Regions from separate parts of the Gossypium hirsutum genome. Here region 2 is linked to region 1. The links are chromatin contacts, called in public Hi-C maps. All regions are on one chromosome and are shown on one strand. Each heading gives the region's core, a stretch centred on a gene start, on an enhancer-like site or on the middle of the called end of the contact. The rest is flanking DNA. Distances are from core to core; before and after follow the strand shown.

Region 1 (6,797 bases), core at 3,709-6,208:
ATCAGATTCTTACGTGTGAGTTGTGCCAAGTAAAGTCCCAGGAGCAATCCTCTCTTCTTTTTCTTCAAGCACCTTCAAACACGAAGCAATGTGAAGAAAATCAATTGAATAATATACAGGAGATATGAATAACAATTGCAGACAGCAAAGTTTCAAATACAATACTCACTTGGTAAAGAGGCCTCTCAGGCTCCTTTCTCTGCTGTTTACGAAGGTCAATAACATCAGGTGTCTCAACTCCAGTGGGGGTACTGAAGTCAAAAAGGAAAAAATTAGTCATCAATAAAATAGTTAATACAACTCCAGTGGGGGTACTGAAGTCAAAAGGGAAAAATTAGTCATCAATAAAATAGTTAATAATCCACTAACATAGAACAATCACAGCTATTAATCAGTAAAAACCAAACTGATAAAGCACCCAGCCTGATTATTTTGGCAGTAAAACATATTACAATCCTAAACAGAAAGATATGGTAGAATGTTATTACCTTGAAAGGCTATCGACAGATTGGATTCCATCCTCCAACTCCTCTTCTTCAATCTGCTCTTCCTCTTCCTCTTCCTCTTCTTCTTCTTCCTCCTCCTCCTCTTCCTCCAAATCACCCCAATGCTTAGACTTATCAACAGGCTCCTCCTGGATTTTATCATCAGATACAAAGGAATAAAAAAGTGCAAAATTAAATCATAGGCTCAAGAAATAAAAGTTCAATCCAAAAAATTTGAAGCTATCAATACTACTCTTCATTTTAACACAAATGGCGAGTACACAACCCACACCAAGAAAGGTTTTGAAAAATGTTCCTAGTGGAATATTACCAGCAAAGTCTATTTGCTTCAAAGAATTTGACAAAAATTTAGAGATTGCCATGTAGAATGCAATATAACAATCTTTTGAAGTGGCTCAACTCCTAGAGCGAGAAATTAATGGTGAGGGTACTTATGTGGATCAAGTTTAATGTTAAGATGCTACTTCTCCCTTAATAGTTATTTTTACCCCATTTCAGTAAAATTTAATCGCACGAGACTAATACCAATGATGGAACATAACACAAGCTAAAAGCCTAAGAGTAAGCATATTAGTCAAGCTATAAAATAGAATATCCAAAATAAAAAAATAAAAAACTGCATTAAAACCTTGGAAGTACCTCATAGTTAGGTTGTTCTTGCTGATGAACTCCAAATACATCTCCATACAAAGGCCGTCCATACTATTGACAATAAGTTGGAAAAAGCAAGGAAGTCAAATAAAGAGATATATTAAACAGCATACCTCATCTAAAGATAGCTTTCAAGCTTAATAGAACACACAGAACACAGAAATTTTCAAAGGGGCTTACCTCATCTACTGGAGGTTTGCCCCAACCACCAGGGTGATAACCAAAGCTTGCTCCAGGAGGAATAGGTGCATTTAGCCCTGGTATTTTCAAGTGTGGGTATGATGGCGGAGGACCATACCTCTGAAAGCAAAAATTTCCGTTCAATAACACCAATAATATTCAGACACCAGATGAACAAATAAACTGACATTAACCAAACTAACCTGCATATTGATAAGCCATGGGGGTGGAGCACCCTCTGGCATACCAAGAGCTTCTTTTAACTCATGTGATAAAGAGCCTGGCTTCATCTCCCTCAACTTTACCTGTATTCCAAACAAACAATATTAATCTAAGACAACAGAAAAAAAAACTGAAAGACATTAATCATTAGACATTAATCATTAGACACGAATCATTCAAGATTAATTACAAAAGTATCAAAATCATTTCATTCAGGTATATCACAATAGCCAGTTGCAACTCGTAATACATCTAAAGGTTGATTGTTTCAGCAAAACAACAAGCTACTGTGTCAAGTAGATGACCATTGAATTTACACACAAGACTGGAATAGCAACGGAAGACTACATAAAAATAATGATGTGTATTCTCTCGAGCATTTATTCCACAAAAATGTCAAGACAAGTTCACTGTGAAGTCCAGTTTATGTAACCCAAAGGTTTTATGAAACAAAATTTCTTGGTTTAAATTAAGCTTAGACTGTATCCTTAGGGTCCAGTGTAAGATCCTATCATCAGCAAAATTTGAAGTATACTGTTATTCTATAATGCCCCTATAATCTTAAGAATTCAGCGTACAGCCTCGTGTTGTACAATGGCATATCAATCTAAAGTTAATTGGAATGTACACATTCTTTATGTTGAGGAAATATAAGATAAAACCTAATATCGATGTAGAAATAGCATGAGAGTACCTCAAATTCCTTCCCTTCATAATAGAGATCTCCATGAGTTGTCAGCTTTGGCTTTGTCTGATATTTAAAGAATGCATCATGAAGAACCTAAAAACATAAGCCAGAACATCATTAGTACAAGAGCAAAACAATATAATTTCAGAAAGGAATGACAGGATTAGAAGTAACCTTTCATGACAGCTTAAAATGGATTGAAACAAAATTCAAACCTCCAAAAATAAAAGAAAGAATCAATGAACCAAGAAACCTGATAGTCGATATCCATTTTCCCCATCTTTGGCTGCATTCGCTCACGTTGCTTTTGCTTCAACTTCTTACTGTCCTCTTTTTCAATGTAAGCCTAAATGAGAAAAAGAGAAGTAGAAGAGACAAGTTGAGAACAAGAGTGAATCATTCAGTTAAAGAAAAAAGGTCATTATCCATTCAAAACGATTTATTACTTTATAGCAATAGATAGATTTTCCTGACATTAACTCCCAAGACATTACACAATTGCTATTATAATGAATTAAATTTACCTGTCTAATTTTTTCAATCCCTGTTGCAGCAATGAAGTCAGGAAGCTGAAAAGGTTGCTTCTCAATACCGCGCTTCCCCTACAGAGGATCCACAAGGTGATGAGTTACAGAAGTTAACAAACCCAAATAATAACAATTATTAACAATAACAGCTAGGAAGCTTCTGTATCCAACTCAGATCACTTAAAATAAATAAATCTTAGAAGGATCTAGCCCGAGCATTTAGCACAAATGGAAAGGCATCTGTAAATCCAAAACAGATTAATTAGCACCTTAACAATGAACAAATACCCCCCCCCACCATCTAGCATGCAAGTTATGCTACTACCAGAAGACCTTATTAAATAACTATATCCCAACCCAAAAAGCAGTCATAATATAAGAGAAATCAATCAAGAGTCCTTTCTGCAAAACACCTATAAGTCCAGGCTCCAGGGTTGTCTCAGCTGTTCCCCTGCAAGAAGCACATATATGCATATAAGAGAAGCCTTATCGACTTGATCTTCCCTCACCGTCTTCCTAGATCACTCACTAAAGATTATGCCTATGAACCATGAACACATATTTGACCCATATTAATCGTCATGGATGCAAGAATTACTAACCTGCAAATATTTCCTTTTCTGAGACCAGTGCCTTGGCACAGGAACAGTGTTTCGATATGCCTTCAAAAACACCAGCAACTTGGGATCAGCAGCAGTTGCATCCCAAACCTGACAAAATAATCATATCTATCATGAGCTATTGAGTTATAAAAACAGAAGTGAACATTATTCTCCATTTGAGTCGCAGTATTCCAACAGTATTGCATGACAAAATTCATAACAAAAGATTAGAAAAATAAGATCCCTTAATAGCCATGAAAAAAAAAAACTTCATTTCAAAAAATAAAAATAAAAAATTCATAGCAAATGTGCTCTGATTCAACATTGGAATATAAATTTGTTTTAACACTGGTTTAAAAATAAACAAGAGAGGAACAAGAAAAGAAGCAAACATCAAATAAACAGTAAGAGAAAACATACTTCTACAACATCAGGCCTTGAGCAAATCTGTTTTAACTCAGCAATTTTCATCCGCCTTTGCAGCTGTCAACAATATCAAAACAAGTATTTTCAGTTTCAGTCTCATCAAAATGAACTACATATAATAACACAAATAATCTCAGAAAATACAAGGAGAAACCAAAAACCTTCTTCTTCTTATTTGATAGGCCACCTTTCTCTTTCTGTGGATTATCCTGCTCCTCCTCTCCTGAATCAGAATCAGCCCCCTTCTTTGCATCAGCATCTTGAGTAGACTCGTCCTTCTTGTCAGTCTCCTGTAAAAATAGAATTACAAGTTTCTTTAGAGAATAACAAGGAAATTCGAAAATTAATTGATCATATAAAACTGAATTTCATTTTACCTCAGAACCAGCAGCTTCCCAGAAGCTGAATTTTTCAAAAACCTTCCTAAATTCCTCATCAATGCCATCATCTAACTCAGCTTTTTCAGGAACGTACTCTACCTGAACTTCTTCCATTACCTACAGTGTCAAACAAAAGAAAATGCTTAGTTTACTTATAAACAAATGCAATTTACATTATGTAAGATTAGAGTGAAATATGCTGAATTTAAGAAAACAATAATAACAAAATAGCCATAAGAAAATTTTCAAACTACAGTTAAACCCAAAAATAAAAACTCAATTCTATTCCATCTAAAGAAAATCGAAAATTCTTAAGTCACTATAGAACTTGTATTATGCACAAAGACATGCAAAAACCAGACGAAACAATCGATATTCACTAAAAACATAGAAATCTCAACACAAAAAAGAAAGGGGGGAACAGTTGGATACCTGCTGCTGATCGGAATTCTTCTTTCCATCTTCGGCAGCGTCGCTGTCACCGGCTTCGGAAACGGGACCGTCTGCGGCGTCATTTTCTTGGTGGGAGGTATTCTTACTCTTATTCTTCTTCTGCTTGCGCCTTCTACGACGTCGTTCGCTCTCGCGGGACTTCTTGGAGGCGACGAAAGGGTTAGAGATGGGGTTAGGGTTAGAGTTAGACTTATTCAGATCTCCGTTGTAAACGACGGAGCCGTTCTGGTTGGGGAGTATCTCAGCGGTCATCTCTCTTTGTTTAATCCAAGGAATGGATTGGCGAGGGTTTTTGATTTCGAGAGCGAGTGGGAAATGGGGAAGATGAAAGGGAGGCCTAAATATAGAGAGGGATGCCCACGTGTGGATATAATCGCACGTGACAAAAGCTGGGCCTTTAATAGTTACGGTTGGACGTGAGAGAAGTTGGGCTTTGAAGTTGTCGATTTTATTCCGCCTAATTTTTAATGGACCTTTGTATTTACCGAAATATAAGTTCCAGATTTTCCTAGGCCTGGTTGGGCCGCTACTTAAAAAAGAAAGAAATCAAACTCTTCAACAAACACTCCAATAATTTATATTTTATGAGTAATAGAGTTTTAACTTTTTTATCACTCTATATATCAACAGGAAATCGGAATTAAATTATAAATTTTTAAGAAATTTTATCATTTATTAATTTTTAATTTCATCATTTTTAAATGAATTTAATAAATTATTTTTTTTGGAGACCATAGTGTAATTTTATCATATATTAACTTAAATTTTCATTGTTCATAAAGGTACCATATTGCATTATTTTCATTTTGGGGGACCAAAGCCACTCTGCCTATCCCTTAAATCTGCCCTTAATTATAGATAAGTTTAAATGTAAACCATTGATATAATTTACTTTGTACTTTTGATGCAAGATGAGCTCAACTATAAATAAAGGCATTCCTTGAATCATTCATCACTTGAATTATCAATGCAATTGAAAAAAATTATTCAAAACTCTCTTGAATATTTTAGAATTCTCAACTTCGAGTAAATTTACTGTCTAACGCCACAAGGCTAGCTCAACTAAAGTCCAAGTTCATAACACAAGCACATTTCATTATCTATTAATTTTAATTTTTTATCTATAATATATATAAAGTACGAGTTTGGGAAACCCTTTTTTTTTCTCCAAATTGTTTGTTTCTTTCTGTTTTTGCCTAGCGGCGGTGTTAGCCTCCGGGCTAGTTATCGCCTGCCTTTTTCTCCTGCCTATCAACCCTCTTTTTCTTTCTTCTTACATTCATTCCATACATCTTCTCTCTTTTCAGTTTACAATTCTATTTTGTGGGTATCTTTGTTGTCTTTACAATTTGTGATGGATAGATGACAGTGCCTATAATAGTTGAACACCACCGACCACCGTCAATTTCTTTTAGAAAGTGGGTAGCTCTTCGTTGACTTCTTAATCTGTTTTTGTTTTGAGAGTTTCAGAATAATAAATGATTTCATGATTCGGTTTGAACTCGTGTTATCTTAAGTTTTATATATTTTTTGTTTTTTTTCCATTATTTAATAAGTCTTCACTTTTAGAAATTTTTGTCTACTCTTATAGTATGCTTTTTGGTATTGCTTATGCATGTAGTCTTACTTTTGCGAGTAATTTTAGGGTTGGTTTTGTCACCGTCCCCTTTAGTTTGGTGGATGTTCAATTCTTTTGTTGATTTATGCCCGCCGCTTTGGACCATCCGGGGTTGTTTCCTTATTGTATTAAGTGCTTGCAATCACTCCTGATATGTTGTGCTTGAGTTGTAATATAACCGATTATCAACGTGCCATAATGTTTTATTAATGCTGAAGCTGAAGTTTTTGTTGTGTTGATGGAGCTTGTCCTTTAACGCGTACAATGGGTGTTTGTTATTTTTTTCCTCGAATTGTATGGTCTTATTCATTGAATAAATTAATGAATTTCTCTTCAAAAAATTACAAATTTGGAAAAAATTTTGAATCAACAAAAATACCATTTATTTTATACTATATTAGAGAATTGACATTTAAAAATAATATTTGTATAAAATCATAATAATGAAATAAACTAAATTGACATTTACATAATAATTATTTAGATAAAATCTTAATAATAATTTATTTATGAATAATTAAACAAGCACTTTAGGAAGTTAAGG
Region 2 (7,306 bases), core at 923-3,422, 120 kb after region 1:
ACCATAAATTAAGTGAATAATTTATACCATTGTGCTTCTCAGGCCACTGATCGATAAACCCTTTGAGTTGCTAGTTGCACACCATTAGCAACTATCACTTTGAGCTTGCATGTAAGATCTACTTGTAATTGTAGCTTTCTCACCAACCTAGAATCTAGAAAGTTGTGAGTACTACCAGAATCAACAAGAATAATAGCCTTCAGGTGACCAATCCAAGCTGACAACCTTATCGTATTATGACCTTGAAACTCTTTAGAAGAAGGACTGTTGAGCTCATCATTTTGCTCAATGGAAGCCTCAATCACCAGTTGATAAAGATGTGCTTCAATAGATTTATGCCCTGGTGTATATTTAGATGCACATAAAGAACATAACCCTTTTTTTCTTTTTTCATCCATTTCAAATTAGGAGATGGCCTTAATAGGTGTTTTGGAACTAATAACCGTGGAGTGATGACCTCTTGAGGTAAAGTAGTGCCCAGGGTTGTTGTATGCTTTCACAGGAGGAAACAAGGGCTTGGAGTAACTAGAGTTCCCCACTATAGGAGTATTTTTCTTAAGACCATTGCTTACAATATCCACATTTGCTGAGCAATCGTTAACCCTTCAACTAAGGTTGTAGGTTTAAATAACCTCAAATATTGTCTAATCTCAGATTTAAGATTGTGAACAAAAATGCTTAATGCATAACTTTCTGGTAAATGCAATTGGTTCAAGAGACTTACAAATTTATCATAATAGTGCTTGATTGTTTCAAAGCTACCAGCTCAGTCACGGGATCCAAAACCCTAGTGGAACTGAAACTTTTTTGTAGTTCCCGAGCGTTCAACTCCCAAGTAAAATGATGAAGACCTCCATGCCATTATGCAAAGAAATAATGCCAATCGAGGGCTCTGCCTTCCAGATCCAGCATTACCATTCGAACTTTAGCCTAATCTCCTACATTCTCAACCTCAAAAAGTTGTTCTAGTTTGGACCACCAACTTTGAAAATTCTTTCCATTAAAGTGAGGACATTGCAACTGAAACATTTTTCCCACAAAATCTACTATGCTGACTTGAGAATAAGTGCCCAAGTGCCCCACATCTACTACTGGTGACATAGTTAAACTGTCCTTAGGTGGAAACCTTAGTGGAGTTGTGCCCAGAAGTCCCTTGCCTCGATCTTGACCCATTCTATGAGCACTGGTAAATGATTGCCCAAAGTACTGCTCAAGGAATGAATGCAACTCAGACATGATTTCTCCTTTGATTTCACCTTTGAACTTGTCGCGAAATTCCTTGAACCGGGCATCCAGCTTGGCATCCAATTTGGCGTCCAGTTTGCTGTCAATATGAGAAAATTCATGTTGCAGCAGACCTATTTCCTTTTATAGGCGCGTAGTGATTCCATCGTTGGCCATGAGAATCGTGTTGGATCTAATACCTTTGATGAGGAAAGAATATTCGAAGCAGAAAAATAAAGAAAGAAAGAATAAATAAAGAGAAGGGAAGACAAGATTTCAGAGAGAAAATGTGATTTTTCATGACTGCCTCACCTATTTCTAATTGGTCCATAAAAAGGGTGAGCAACGGACATAAATTAACAATCTGGTAGTAATAGAAATAAGCTCAAAATGCACTGCTTAACTTGTACGACTACTACCTTAAACTCACTGTTTTAAATACTGATCTAATTCCCCCTTACACACAGTGTTTTCATTAAAATTCTAAAGTTCCAAATCGCAGCGTTTTGCTACATGTACACTCCAAATTATTTAGGATTTTTCTATATATTTTTACCACCTTTTGACTTAATAATTATATTAATCTTGAGTAATTGCTAATAAATTAAGCGATTTTGCTTAAATGTTAATAATGGACATGAAATTATAAAATATGCAAAATTGTACTTTATTACATGATTTTTGTGCATAAATTACATTATTTAATGTCATTTATTAATGTGTTGATTTTTTTCATGCAATAGGGCCATGGAGTTGATTCAATAAATTGATTATATTATAATGTGTATAGACATGAACTATTTTCTCATGTATTGGACGACAACAACCATGCAAAATTGGGTCATTTAATTATCCTCTTAACCCAATAAAAAAGGGTGATATATGTTGGATTAGTCTACAAGTTTACTGGGTCATGGAGCCGTCCAATTCAAGAGGAGAGAAGCCCAATTAAACAACCACACTTGGGTAGCCAAAAATAAACTTTGGGACAATTATTTAGAGGTCCTTACACTTGGAAGAATGTTTGAAATTGGCACACAAGTTTTGCTTGAGAAACTGTCCAACCCTAGCTAAATAGAGCATGATCTTGTGCTCAAATCAAGCAACTAAGTCACCCACATTTCTAGACATCATGGCTGGCTATAGGAGGGAGAGAATCAAGAGAGATGTGATGCTATTTTTAACAACATCAGCCACCAACTTCACCTATAAATACCACGCACCTTTCAGCTTTCAAATCATCCCTTAATCCATTCATTCATCAAGCATCTCTCATTCCTTCATTCTCTCATTTCCCTTCTTCATTTCCATTCCTAGCCACTCCATTTTCCTTTCCATTCTTTATCCAACAAAAGCCTTGTCAAGACCACCTCTTGGCCAGCCACCTTGAGAAACCTTTAGTAAAGGAGCAACGGGCGGATTGGAGAAGCACCTCAGTCAGAAAGATCCAAAAGGTTGTTGAATTGAATTAGAGTTTACTATTTCCTCCTTATTGTTTAATTTAAACTTGTTTGCTAAGTGTTTATTGATCTTGCAATCAACAATGATAGCTTAATTTTGTTTAGCTAGGATGATTTTGTTAAGTCAATAATATTCGTTTGATTCATGTTTAATGTGTTTGTGCCTCAGTCGATCATGTTTTCAATTAAAACCAAGATGTATTTCATTCATACATGATTGGATGCATTCAAATTAGCTGAGCAATCCTAACCAAACAACAACTAGTAAACGCATAATTGAAAAGTACAATGCTCAATTTAGATCATTAAACCCAATTAAATTAGAGGTTCATAATATCTTTAGTTAGCTCTATTATCTTGCATAGTTTTTAGGTTTATGTGATTTAACTATTTCAAACTTAATTGTCCTTGTTACTAGCATAAATACTAAGAAACCCTTAGTTTAATATGATCAGTAAAATGCATGTTTCATTAAGTAAAATATCCAAGAGGACTTAATTTGGTTTCCAAACTCATGAAAGATTGACTTGCCATGGACATTTTTTTGAACACTGTTAAGCATGATGAAAATGAATTAAATTGATTAATATGATTATCCTAGCCTACTCATGTTATTAATTGTTGAAATTGTGTTTTTGTTGCTAAAATCCATTCATACATTTAGATCATTTGCATTTATATTTAATTGCATAAGGATCATCTAACATCTAGATAATTTAATTTAATCACCCACCATTCAAAGTATCGTGTTTTTACCACCAAATTGTTAACTTAGAATTTTACAAATAATCGATTAACATATACAGTCCCTGTGAAAACGATCACTCGTTTTATTTACTTACTACTTGAACGACTATGTACACTTGCACAAAAATACTATTGCATTACAATACTGAAATTAATAGAATTACAAAAATAGCTAGCCTTTGTTACTAATTATTCCATATCATATTGAAAATTAGAAAAATGCACAGACAAAAATCCCAAGGCTTCACCCATTTCTAAAAGCAAATTTGAATTTAAAAAAGAAGAATTGAAGAGACCTTGACGGTGATCCTGATGCTCAGGCCATTTTTATAAAAGGGATTCAAATTTTTGAAGCAATACAAGAGTATTAATAATTCAACAATTTCAAATGAGTAGAAATTCGCTTTGGTAGAAGCTCAAAACTCTTTGAAATTAAAACAAGAAAATAAACTTCAATAGAAGTATAAACATGTTATTGAGTGATTAAATTTGCTTGGACTTGAAAAAATTCTTATATGATAGATTTAAAAGAATTCTATCTAAAAATATCATAGATGTTTGAAAATATCTTGTATGAGATTTAAAAATATCCTCAATATATGTTTGAATATATCTTGTAAGATCTGAAAATATCTATTAAAAAAATTTAAAAATATCTCAAGGCATATTTGAAAGCATCTTTGAGAGAGATTTTGAAAATATTTCAAGGGAGATATGAAAGTCTCCTTAAGAGAGGTTTTGAGAACATCTCAAGGATGATTTGAGAGCACCCTTGAGAGAGGGTTTTAAAAACATTTCAAGGGAGATCTCATAATATCTTTATGAGAAATTAAAAGTACAAAATTTGCTCAACTAAAAATTTCATTATTCCAAAATTTTTCTCTAGAAAAATTTGATAAAAGCATTTTCATGAGAATAAAAATTACTCACTATCTTGAAAATTTTACATGAAAAGTTTCATTAAAAAATTCCTCAAACAATTGAAGTTTACTAAAAACATTATATCAATATACCTCAGAAGATATCCCCTAAGCAAGTACAAAGCTTAATTCATTGTTAAGAAATTTCTTGTATGAATGAATTATTAATATGTATTGAATGTCATGCAAGTCATGAATGTCAAACCGTGCAATCAAATATAATGAATACCTTGAGTATTGTAAAGACCTAATTTTCAATGATATCGGAAAATACGATTTTGGAAATTTATTTCTATAAATCGAGTCTGAAAATATTAAATATTAATATTTACGCGTCTAATATATTGTTTCATCAAATTTTGGTTAAGAATTTTCGTTGGATTAATAGTTAATTAATGATTAGGAACTAAATTGTAAAATTTCAATTGCTATAGGTTTTTAATTGGTCAAGTGCTTAGGGAATTAAACCATTTTTATATAAGAGATTGTGGATGATGATGATGAAATCCATTGAGAACGGTTAGTGGATGATTTAAGCTAATTAAGTCATGTTATGCTAATTAATTTAGTTTAATTAAACCTTAATCTAACTATATATACCAAGTTAGTGGAGAAAGATGTTATTCCCATCTTTCATCTTCATTTCTTGCCATCCCTTAAAAAAAACCTAAGGAAAGCTGTATACCATTTGACCATAATTTCGTAAATAAATTCAAGCCTTTTTCTTATAATTTGAGATCATGGAAGCTTGATTTAGCTTAACCCATTTACCAATTTGTAAAACTGTTAAATTTTTTGAAAGTTGTCATTGTTGATTTCTTGAAGAATTAGACTTGAAATTGATAGATTTTAAGCTTAGTATATGAAATTGATTGTATATTTAATTTAGCTTGTTTGTTAACTTTGTTACATTATGAACCAACTTGAATAAATGTAAAACTTGTTATCAAATTATGTTAGAAATAGAAATTATAAGGTCCCTAATAAGAATATATGAAATAAGATTTTAATTCAAAGCTAGGAATTGGAAGTTATAACTATCTTGAGTTCAAGGACTAAATTGAATAAAATGTAATTTTTTGGGATATCGAGAAATCGAGTTCATATAGACTCATGCACATAATAGCATAGTAAGGAGACATTTGGTATTGATTGATGATATAAAATGATTTTTTTAGATCAAGAATCGGGTCGAAGTGGGGTTGATCGGGGAAAAGCTAATATTGCGGATTAGCCCCTAAAGTATCCAATTTACATATTTTGAATAGGTAAATTCATTTGGGACTTACCACCCTATTTTATTTTATGTTTGAATTCATTTATATGCTAAATTTAAGTAAAACTTAGTGAATTTAACACATATGATTTAAATTGGACTGAATGAAAAGTAACGCGAACACTGGTTATTATGAGGTAGTACATAGTGCAAACGTAAATGTTGGTTGATTACTAGACTGATAAATGGAATACGTAATTATGCTTAGATATTGATAATGACATATGTATACAAAAATGATGTTGTGTGAACTTAGTAAAAGGTTAGGATACGTATGACATGCCATTAAGGTTATATGTGGTTTGATCAGGGATTTTACATGTTATTGCGAGATCTATATTTGTTGCAGATTCTCGGGTTATACATATCCTACGATTAACTCAGACGAGTAACCTCAATATTATGTCAGCTTGTGTGAGCAACTTATTCCTGTGTATCTAAGTTCGTTTTGTTATAGTTTCGTTGGGCAATGTTGAAATAAACGGAAATGAAAATTTAAATGCAAATTGGATATGTGATGGTATATGCTGATATTTGATATGGGATAAGTATTGGATTGCCTTAATGTTATATGAACGTTGGTAACAATATTTTTTGTTTGAAAATATGTAATTTAGGTACCAAAATGAGCTAAGTAGCCAAAACTAGGGGCCACACCGCAACCTCAGACTTTTTGCGTCACAACGTCATCATCTCAAAGAGTGATGTCGTGATGAGCATATGCATGTCGCTGCCACGTGACAGACTAAATGAGCACGCCACGACGAGGAAATGACAAAGTCGCGACGTCATTCTAGGAATTTTTAAAACTTTACAATTTGGTCCTAGTTCGAGTACGGACTAGTATAAGAGTATTCATAAGCTCGTGTAAGTCCCAGAATTGATTGTATATCATACCATATCATATCATATCATATCATATGTATGTCTTACTTGAATTTAAATGTATAATGACATGAATTGGATATTTATTTGATCATCTTTAAGTAATATAACATTTTATAGCTTAGACACGACGATCGAGTCGGACAAAAGGTGTTACAAGTATCATGTGATCATTATTGTTCACTGTGATAAATAAGTTCTCCAGCCTTCTACATAACTATGGTTTTGAACTGTCATTTTCTTCCTCTAGTTTTTCTATTGCAATCTTTAACTCTTTCCGAGGTATCTATACTAGCTTAGAAGCTTCCAAAAGTTTATATTCTTTCAATTGGTTCATATGTCAAACTCTTGCCCTAACCATCACTTAGAAACTTAAGAGTTTGTACCTTTCAAGTAGTTCTCATCCATCTCCTATTGTCTCAATTATCACTTAAAAGCCCTAAAAGCCACTGAATTCTTATATCGATTCTTATTGTTCACACTTTTTTTGTGGTCCAATAAATTGAAGGTGATTAATCTTAAATCCTAAATTTAAGTAATGTTAAACCTTTTGTGAATTCTTCATCTAAAAATTAATAAGATTTTTTCAAGTTAATAGCACCAAAAATTCCTGAATTATAACACCCAATTAAAAGTGTTCATCGGTGAAGCCGAATCCTAATTCCAAAAAAAATTTCAAGTCCAATCCCTTCTCAAGTCAATTTGGCCCACCCAAAAAGTTCATTTCATTATTAAAAAAATAAAAAAATTTTAAGTTTTAATTGATATTTCATATACTTTACATTTAAAGTTAA

What was found. Hi-C and Micro-C count contacts between places; a contact is called where the count stands out from the background.
Region 2: a Hi-C map of leaf shows a contact between it and region 1, with 2.5 times the contacts expected there. The contact joins the enhancer-like site here to the promoter of LOC107901670 in region 1. A contact is called at or near these places in 18 of 34 Hi-C or Micro-C datasets (anther, callus, fibers and 4 more).

Annotation. Positions count from the first base shown.
Region 1 is chrD06:44,583,294-44,590,090 of Gossypium_hirsutum_v2.1, forward strand. It overlaps LOC107901670 (splicing factor 3B subunit 2), which reads right to left and starts at 4,959. Exons shown (of 18, transcript XM_016827758.2): 1 at 4,615-4,959; 2 at 4,180-4,299; 3 at 3,964-4,092; 4 at 3,797-3,859; 5 at 3,377-3,484; 6 at 2,772-2,849; 7 at 2,501-2,593; 8 at 2,254-2,340; 9 at 1,541-1,642; 10 at 1,338-1,457; 11 at 1,146-1,208; 12 at 489-634; 13 at 170-251; 14 at 14-72. The coding sequence starts at 4,887.
Region 2 is chrD06:44,701,844-44,709,149 of Gossypium_hirsutum_v2.1, forward strand. No RefSeq gene overlaps it. Among protein-coding and RNA genes, the nearest start is that of LOC107901668, 10 kb to the right of the region's middle. Within about 2 kb of position 2,173, at least 5 of the 9 cell types and tissues checked have an H3K27ac peak or open chromatin away from gene starts, as enhancers often do. A contact at or near this core is called in leaf, where this site is marked.